Linked DNA regions of Triticum aestivum: region 1 is linked to region 2. A link is a contact called in public Hi-C data. All regions are on one chromosome and are shown on one strand. Each heading gives the region's core, a stretch centred on a gene start, on an enhancer-like site or on the middle of the called end of the contact. The rest is flanking DNA. Distances are from core to core; before and after follow the strand shown.

Region 1 (4,571 bases), core at 491-2,990, 500 kb after region 2:
AGGCACAAATTTAATTCTCGTGGAGGCATGGATTTGCTTCCGCGAGAGGCATGACTGTGCCTCCAGGAAAGGGAAAAATTATGTGACTCTTCGGAAAGGGAAAAACGTGCTTGCAATTCGTGTTTTTTCATGAAAAAGAAAGTTCGCTGAAACCTATCAACATGTGATCTAATTTTGAAGATCTCAAGGCGATGAATCCAATGATGACACGGTTGGAGATTTGGACGCACGGTTTAACAGGTAAAACGTTTTGAATAAATGAATATACGAAAAAACTCACAGATTGCGAGAAGTGACGCACATGTAGTGCATCACTTGTCGCAACATGACAAAATGGAAGTGATCTTTGAAATAAATACTCCTTAACTAATTAGTGATTTTGCTTGCAAGCTGCAAATTTCAGGCCCAGCATTGGAAACACCTCGGCACTGAACCGGCCCACTTGTTAGCGCATAGAAAACTGGCAATTCATATTTCCGTCAGCAACAACAGAAAAAGGAACATTAAAAAAAAAGAGAACGCATGAAGGGATTGTGGACTGGCTGTCTGTATACACTAGTATGGAGTGTGGATTCTGCCTTTTTCCCCACTCGCCCGAACTAAGAATAATATGACAGTTGCAGCGTGTTTTCCATGCTTCGATCTGCGCAGAACTTCAAGCTTTAGATAGTTATTATACTGTCTCACTTGTTCTCAGACCATATTCTTTTTCTTTTTTTGAAACAAGACCATATTCTTTTTCATTTTTCAAAACGAAAGAGAGAAGGATCGTTTCCAGAGGAGAGAAGATTAATTTATCTTTGAGGCGCTCACTGCTCAGAGAGGCGGCCGGAGACGTCTCTCCGACGTGGAGCCCGTGCGTTCCTTCCTATCTTGAGAGAGGCCAAGCTAAGCACGGATCACGGAAGGCGACGGACAAACAGTACCAGCAAAAGCCGGAGTACACGCCGTTGCTTGTGAGCTGTGATCACACTGATGAGTCACCTGTCGTTTTCGAACCTGCCTAGTACTACTCCTATTGGCTTCGTGGCATGTGACAGGGATCGATCCATGATATCCTACGGAGCAGTGCTGGGTTTTCACACACGTGGATGGTGGTTCCCTCGATAAAGCTTGGGCAAATCACTTTCCGAAGAACACTATACTAACAGAAGTTGCGATGGAAAGATGAGCCATTCTTTGCGCGCTCCGATGCGCGGTGGTTATCTTGTAGACCATCACACTTGCTTGCTACTTCCACCTTCCGCTCATATTTTATTAATCATATATCTTTTGAGTACAAATCCAATGATATATCTTTTGTAGCATATGACTCGCTTCAGTGCTTGTAGTCGTCGCTAGGTGGTCAACGGATCTGGATGCAATTTTTATTATTTTTAGTGTTCGTTGTACTACCATGATTGAAAATGAATAGATTGGAAGTATTTCCTATTTCTTTCTACCCCATAATTTTCTTCATATTGGTTTTATATTATCGGCGCAAGCGCTTAGCCTAATTCATTTCTTACAAGGTCATATAAGGATTGAATATTGTCTCAAAAAAAATAAGGATTGAATACCAACACTTTTTTTTATTTCTTTTAGTGGAATCCTTTTTTATTCTAACAAGGGAGAAAAAAACTTGTTGACGTGCAAAGCTGAAAAGTTAAAAACCTTTTCGTCTTCAGTGATCAACCTCACGCTCTCGGTTTCCTTTCGTCTCGTCCCGTTCCGCCGTCCCGTGCCGGACCGCCCCACCCACCACGCTCCCTCCCGGAGCAGTTCACAGTCTCCACTCCACCTCCCACCTATAAATTTCCTCATCGCCGCCCTTCCTCGTCCCGTCCTCACTCCTCCCCTTCCGCAATCCCCTCGCTTCGTACGGCGAAGCAGCCAGAGCCAGAGCCCACCTTCCAGAATCAACCCGCCCGCCATGGCGAGCTTCGCGAGGCAGGAGCACCAGTTCCTCGCCGAGCTCGGCCTCGCGCCGCGCAACCCGGGCTCCTTCGCCTGCGGCGCCTGGGGCGGCTCGGGCCCCGTCGTCACCACCACCAACCCTAGCAACAACGAGGTGCCTCTCCGATCCGCTCGATTTCGTCTGGATTTTGGGGACCCCGGACGCGCTCTTGGCGGATTTTGAGGGATTTTTTGTGGGTTTGTTTTTCAGGTCATTGCTGAGGTCGTTGAGGCGTCCATGGACGACTACGAGAAGGGCATGAGCGCCTGCTTCGACGCCGCCAAGACATGGATGGCTGTAAGTTCCACGGATCGAAATGCCCTCTAGCTTCGCAGCAATTTGGCCCCCATGATGATGTGATAGTACTATGCTGTTGCTGCGCTTTCCCTGTTGACTCGAGAACAGGAGAATGCAGCATAATATGCGAATTTGCGAGCTAATCAAGTGTCACTACTAAAATGCTAAGACAATAGAGTATGCCATTTGATTTCACACTGCTATTTCAGAGGCCATCCAATTGTTTGGATTTATCACTGTTTTACTAAATGCCTACTTATGTACTAAAGGTTAGCAGTGCTGTGACCATGTGAAGTCCCATACTTTCATGGAGCATTTCTGACTTTTTTGTTTTTGTTTTTGTCTTGTCTATCAAGTAATTCAGTGATATTATTATGTTAATAAATTTGTACTTATACGATATACCAACATGTCCAGATTCCGGCTCCAAAACGAGGAGAAATTGTTAGGCAGATTGGTGATGCACTGAGAGCAAAGCTTCATCACCTTGGCAGACTTCTGTCACTTGAAATGGGGAAAATTCTCCCTGAAGGAATTGGGGAGGTTCAGGTAAAAAAAGATGAATACCTTGGAATTAGGCGCACAAATTTAAGATAGAGAGTTCTTGAAACAAGGTGGTGGGGGGTTTCAGATACGTAGGAAGTAAGAACCACCCACACCTCCTACTATCGGAGCTAGGCTCAATTCCTAACGAGGTTCAGGTTGGAGCATAATTGCTGCTAGGCCATCAATAGAAGCCTCAGATGACTCTGTTTCAGAACACATGTTTATGTTCCTGTTTAGGAAAATAGTTACTTATTACTCCCTAACAACTGCATTATCATTATGGTACCATTGCATTGTCTGCTGAAAAAGGCAACCTAGCCAATTAGTACGACATGCCCATGATATGAAGCAGTATCGGAACAAGGATTGGTTTCTTGTTGCTATCTTTCTTCGTCTCTAGATTAATCAACCTTGTGCCAAACTGCCAACACACTATGTTCCCTAAGGTTGTATCTTCTAATTGAGACAGTGAATGGTCACATTAGCATAAATGCGATGTACTGTTGATCTATGTTTTCAAGGCGCCCAGGCGCTTTAAGGCGCTGGGGGGGCGCCTCAACGCCTAGGCGCTCAAAGCGCGAGGCGAGGCGACGCCTTAGACACTTATTATTAGGCGGTAGGGGTACTAATATGGCGGAGGAGCTTGGCTGGAGAGGGGGAGGACCGGCGGAGATGGATCTTGGCCGGAGAGGGGAAGGGCCTGTGGAGGAGGAGCTTGGCCGGACAGGGGGAGGCCGGCGGCGTGAGAGGAGAGAGCTCCTCTCTCTTTTCCCCTCGATTTGGAGTCACGGGTGTGTTCCCCTCTCTCTCCTGCCTCTGTTTACCCCCTCTCTCCCGCCCAATTTCTCTTCCCTCCCGCCAATTCCTCTTTCTGGCGCGCGCCAGCTGCTGGTTCCCGCTCAACCTGCCCACGCATGTCCAGGGCGTCCAAAATCAACTAAAGCGGCGCCTTATCCGCCTAGGCGACGCCTTGGACGCCTCAACAGCAGAAGGCGGACGCCTTAGACAGAAAACTAAGGCGACGACGACGCCTTGACGTCCCCGAGCGCTCTGACGCCTAAGCGTCGCCTAGGCGACGCCTAGGCGACGCCTTGAAAACATAGCTGTTGATTTCCCACTCTGCACATTATGTCATCAACCCAACAATTTTTGCAGGAAATTATTGACATGTGTGATTATGCCGTGGGGCTAAGTCGTCAGCTAAATGGATCCATCATACCATCTGAACGTAAGACCATTTTCTTTTCATCATATCATATTCTGATGATAGGTTTAAAGCCAGGATGCAACATCATCAGTAATGAGATGTGCCCTTTTTTGACCATATTGGTTGCAACTGGATGAGAGAAATTAAAGGATTTTTGTATTTCGTACTATATCTCTAATAATGTATCTGCCTAAGTTGTCGGATGGGAAAAAAGTATTTCAGCTGGAATCAGTGAGTGATGGACTTGTTAATCTGGATTGCTGTTTTGTACAAGCTTATGTGCCCTGACATGTTGCATTACATTCTGTATGATATTCACACAGTAAAGGATTATGGTAAAATATTCAGTGATTCACTCCATTGGACAAGGTTTTAGAGAAACCTGACAAATTTTCAGCATTGCCTCTGATCTTTTATAGAAAAGCTTGTGTACTGGTTGGGTTGTCTATTTAGAGAAATCTTTCTTTGCCAATATATACTGTAAATGCACCAGTGCACACAGTTTGAAAAGAACATTGAAAGTTTGCTAATGCTGCCTTCTGTATTCTTTGCAGGCCCAAACCATATGATGATGGAGGTAAGTGA
Region 2 (4,794 bases), core at 960-3,459:
ACATAACACGGTGCTTGACAAATATAAAATAAAATAAAATCAATGAGTTACCTGATGTGTGTAATCGATTCATTAAGATTAAAATAGGATGGTACCAGGTAGGGCTGTATTCCTTTTTACATCTTTTTTGGGAAAATACATTATCATAAAAATACTAGAGTGCATCTTATTTGTGCCGCGTAAGAAACAATCCGTATTAAGTGTGGTTGGCTTAAGAATTGAAGGGTAATGATAGTCATACTGATTGCAACCTTTGGCACAAAAGAAAGAGAAAAAGGTATCATTCCGTATGTGTGATTTATCTTGTCTAGCGAGTATCCGGTAATTAATTTTTGAGCTGTGAGAGTTCCTTGGGGGTTTCACTTCTCGAAAACACCGATTAGTACACTCGAAATGGCATGGCGTCGACATGAGAGGCAATGATGCTACCAGAACTACTTTGCATACACATACATTATGTGTCCTATCACTATGTGATGCCTAATCAAGTGATCGGCTGCAATTTTATTCTGTGCATGGATGGCTCAATTGCATTGTCGTACAATAATCGTATGCATGGTGACCTATGCGTGATGCCATGGCATCGAAAACTTAATGAGGATGCATTGTTCAATTGGTAAGGGAATTATTACTACTCGGTGATGGTCGTACTAGGGATGGTTGTTTTTAAATTAAAGGGCTTATATAAAAATCAAACAATTCGAATGCATTTTTTTGTTAATGTGTGAAAATTTGATCATAGACTGAATGAGTTAAGTGTACGTGTGAGGTTGGTCGGTGTCCACTCATTCGTGTATCACATGCAGGCTAGCCGCACCTATATCCTCTTACATATCATGTTAACGAAGGGACCATGTTAACAACACTAAAAAGGGTTGTGAGGAAGTCAATACAAAACCAATTTTGTCACCAGAGTTTGTGACAGAAAATGTGATCCAAAAATAATGTAGAAAGCATCTACACCATGCACGCAAAAATATGAGGGCAAAGGTTATTCCGAGTAGCGATGAGAACAATTCCAATTATCCATAATTTGGCTAGTTTTTATTGACGTTCTGGAGTGGTTCGTGAATCCAATGCCTTTTGATCCTGGATATCAGAGTAGGACGAACGAACCGGCCTCCGCGGATATCTTTGCTTTGGAATAAAACTTTGCAATGGTGCACCGGTGGCATCGAACGACGGTGTGCACGAAGACATTTCCATCGGTGTCACTGGTTTGTTACTTGCTGGAGAGGGAGGGTAGTAATGACACCTAGTTGTGTGGGACGATTGTAGTGTTGTAAAAATGGTCCATGTTCGTGTGTCTTGTGCGGCACCTTTCAACATGATGGGTGAGAGACGATGGAACGTGTGCCTGGCCTGGCAGTGCAGCGCTGTCGAACGGGAAAATACTGTGCATAAATGGAGAATACAGTGTCATACAAAAGCGTCTCAGGTGAAATAAGTTGAGGGAATACTGGACTGGACCGGATCCTTATGAAGACTGACGTGCCAGATAACGGCCTGCATGGTGCTCGACCTACAAACAGCATTTTTGCTATATTCGGATGTATATAAACGCCTTTAGACTATATAGATTCACTTATTTTGCTGCGTATGTAGTTTATAGTGGAATATATTAAAAGACTTAGGCTGCGCTCGGTGCGGAAGTGGATCCTTTAACACGAAGGAGGAAAGTCACCAAAGCACAGTATAAGCTAGTGTAAAACATAGAAGGAAAGTCACGGGTACTGTAACGAACACTGTATTATCTAAGTAGGTACTATACACAGTTACTATTAATATAAATAAAATTAAAATTAATTTTATTGTACCACAATTTTATTTGTATGTAATTTTGTAAATGCATAAAGTAAATTTGTAATTTGCAAATTAATTCAAGTCATTTTAGCCTTAATTGTATGAAAATAAAGGAAAGAAGTTAGGAAATTATAGCTTAGATGACTTTCCTCCTTCAAGTTAAGTTAGAGGATCCACTTCCGTTCGGCGCACGGGAACTTCACAGGAATTTTGCAGGCCATATTGTCACCGGAATTAATTCCCGTAAGACCGTTCGCTCCACAGGAACTTTGGTGGGCTTTCCATGCACTAAAAAAGTCCGGGAGCCTTGGGCTGACGTGCGTGCTAGGTCGGCCATATCAGCTTTCGGGCTTGGGCTGGGCTCCAAGCTAACGGAACAGAACGGAACGGAGAAAGGAAAGAAGACGGCGATGACTCCAGTCTCCAGCACAACTGTCCAAGGCAACTCCGGGGGAGGGGAACGAAACGCATCCGGCGGAGCTACCATGGCGTCGTCGCCGCAGCAAGGCCAAGGCCAGGTCCAAGGCAGCGGCGGCGGCGGCGGCGTATGCCCGGCGGAGCAGTTCTGGTCGCTGCTGGACAAGGCGGACCGGCGCTTCGCCCGGGTGCGGGACCTGCCCCTCTTCGGCCGCCAGGAGCCCGCGGAGTACGGCAAGGCCTTCCGCATCTACACCCAGCTGTGGCGCATGCAGCAGGAGCACCGCCACCGCCTCCTCGACGCCGGCCTCCGCCGCTGGCAGGTCGGCGAGATCGCCGCCCGCATCGCCCACCTCTACTACTCCCAGTACCAGCGCACCTCCGACACCGCCCTCCTCTCCGAGGCCTTCGTCTTCTACCACGCCGTCCTCGACCGCGCCTACTTCCTCGACGACCACCTCGGGGCCTCCACCAAGCACCTGCGCTTCCTCGCCAGGTTCCTCCTCGTCGCGCTTATCCTCTCCCGCCGCGCGCAGACTGTACCCCGCCTCGCCGGCCAAATCCGGTCGCTCCTCGACGAATCCAAGAAGACCCTCCAGGTCCAATTCAATTCTTCCCCTTTTGTCCCTCCTCGCTTCCCGATCCCGATGCAGTTACCCCGCTCTTCATTTCTCTGGCTCAAATTAAGAAGATGAAATGTTGCAGGAAGCTGATTACAGGGAGTGGAAGCATGTCGTGCAAGAAATCACGAGGTTTCTAAAGGCTGACTCGCCCTTCATGAACAAGAGACCTCTCAGGTACAGCTATGCATTTGATCCTCCCCCGGAAATTCTTCCCACCATCCCACCTACAGTCAAGAAGCGCGGTCTGCTCTTAAGCGATGCCATCCTATGCAGCTATTATCATAACGAGGTAATGCTTCCTTGGTTTCTCGCAGTCAGATGCATCGTACGCTCTTTAATTTTTACTAGCGGAACATCATGTATCTATGTGTTCCCTTCAGGTCAAATTTACCGACCTCACTCTAGACACATTCAGAATGCTTCAGTGTCTTGAATGGGAACCATGTGGTTCCTTTGCACAAAACAATGGTTACAGCGCCCATGATGAAAGTGGGCAAAATCACCCCAATCTCCTAAAAGATCTGAGAGACGCTGCGTTGCCCCCGAACCCACTGAAAACAGTTCTCTATCGCCCCTCGGTGCCACATTTCTTGAAGGTCAGTTTCTCATTTGGCATCTTGTCAACTCAATGTTTGATTTATTGTCTTCGTCCTGAATATACACACTGCTCATTGTTACTCAATGCACTGGTTTGGTCCTAGGAGAAAACCTGTGGACCAAGCTCTTCTAGATACATTTCAATTAGGAAGTGGAAGTGTAATTTGTAAATGGCAGCCAGTGTATGTTTCTTGGAATGATCAGAACAGGCTAGTGGGAAAGAATTGAAAAAAGTAGGGAATTCTGCAAGATATGTACATGATGCTACTAACTAATCTGAATTACATGACGAGGAAGCATGATGATGACTTGATGAGGGAAGATAATGCAACTAAACTGATTCTGTTTGTTGATTTGTTCCATTATCGATAATACCATCCTCTCCATTATCCGCCCATAATAACCAACAGTCCTTTACACCCATAGCAGCTAGGAATTCTAACCCGAAATATATTTGAGGCATAATGGTATTATTGATTCCTGGGGTGCTAAGCTATGCAAATGATGCAATAGAGAGATGATTGCTGTTGAATAGAATGGCAATGTTTGGTGCATGCCCTCTAGGGCCTCCTCTCATCCGTGCCCTCCTTTTACGGTCGAACATCCAAATTCTTTTTTTCTTTCACTTCACAAGAAAATATAGTTATATGTACTCCTATGTTTACGCCATTTTATCCTAAATGAAATATTTGCCTGGATAAAAAACATTTACGATTGAAATCCAGGTCCTTGCCACCAAATGTGTGGAGCTCCCATTGAATACTATGATGTTGATATACCTTTCGGCTGCAGGTTGGTGCCCTAGGCTTGTAGAACTAAAATGTTATCAGCTGTGTGTTAGGGAGTTATTCTAGTTAGCGTTCAAATATGATAATTTCTTTCAGGCGAGGTGGGATCCTCTGGACTTGGTCCCGATACAAGCGAGAGGGTTGTGAACAGCTTTAGTCAGTTTGACATATCTAATACCAGGGCCATCACTTCAAAGGAAGATAAAGAACCATGTCTTTGGTTAGGTTGCCGTGAAGGCGAAGGTATTTTTTTATATTCTGAGTTCATTCGATTATGTGTCTCTAATGCAGTACATAACTAGTTTTACAATGCTGAGTTCATGCGATTGTATGTTCAATATCTCTAATGCGGTACAGAACTATTTTGATGGCATAGGGTTGTTTGAAGTTGCCTTTATACAGACTTAAGTATGTATATGTGTTTTTCAAAAGAAGTGTATTGTTTCTGATACATGTTCAACATCTAGGCTCAAACTGCATATACCCTTGTGATCTGATCCCGTTTACAAGGAGACCTCTCTTTTTGGTGATTGACAGTAACATCAGCTATGCATTTAAGGCAGGTT

The links. A called contact is a pair of places that touch in the nucleus more often than the background predicts.
Region 1: a Hi-C map of leaf shows a contact between it and region 2, with 4 times the contacts expected there. The contact joins the promoter of LOC123111970 here to the promoter of LOC123111969 in region 2. A contact is called at or near these places in 3 of 5 Hi-C or Micro-C datasets (all in leaf).

The regions. Positions count from the first base shown.
Region 1 is chr5B:383,326,811-383,331,381 of IWGSC CS RefSeq v2.1, forward strand. It overlaps LOC123111970 (aldehyde dehydrogenase family 7 member A1), which reads left to right and starts at 1,741. Exons shown (of 14, transcript XM_044532851.1): 1 at 1,741-2,050; 2 at 2,147-2,233; 3 at 2,651-2,782; 4 at 3,935-4,007; 5 at 4,541-4,563. The coding sequence starts at 1,913.
Region 2 is chr5B:382,829,697-382,834,490 of IWGSC CS RefSeq v2.1, forward strand. It overlaps LOC123111969 (protein SCAI), which reads left to right and starts at 2,210. Exons shown (of 9, transcript XM_044532850.1): 1 at 2,210-2,819; 2 at 2,926-3,132; 3 at 3,224-3,439; 4 at 4,166-4,232; 5 at 4,325-4,471; 6 at 4,696-4,787. The coding sequence starts at 2,214.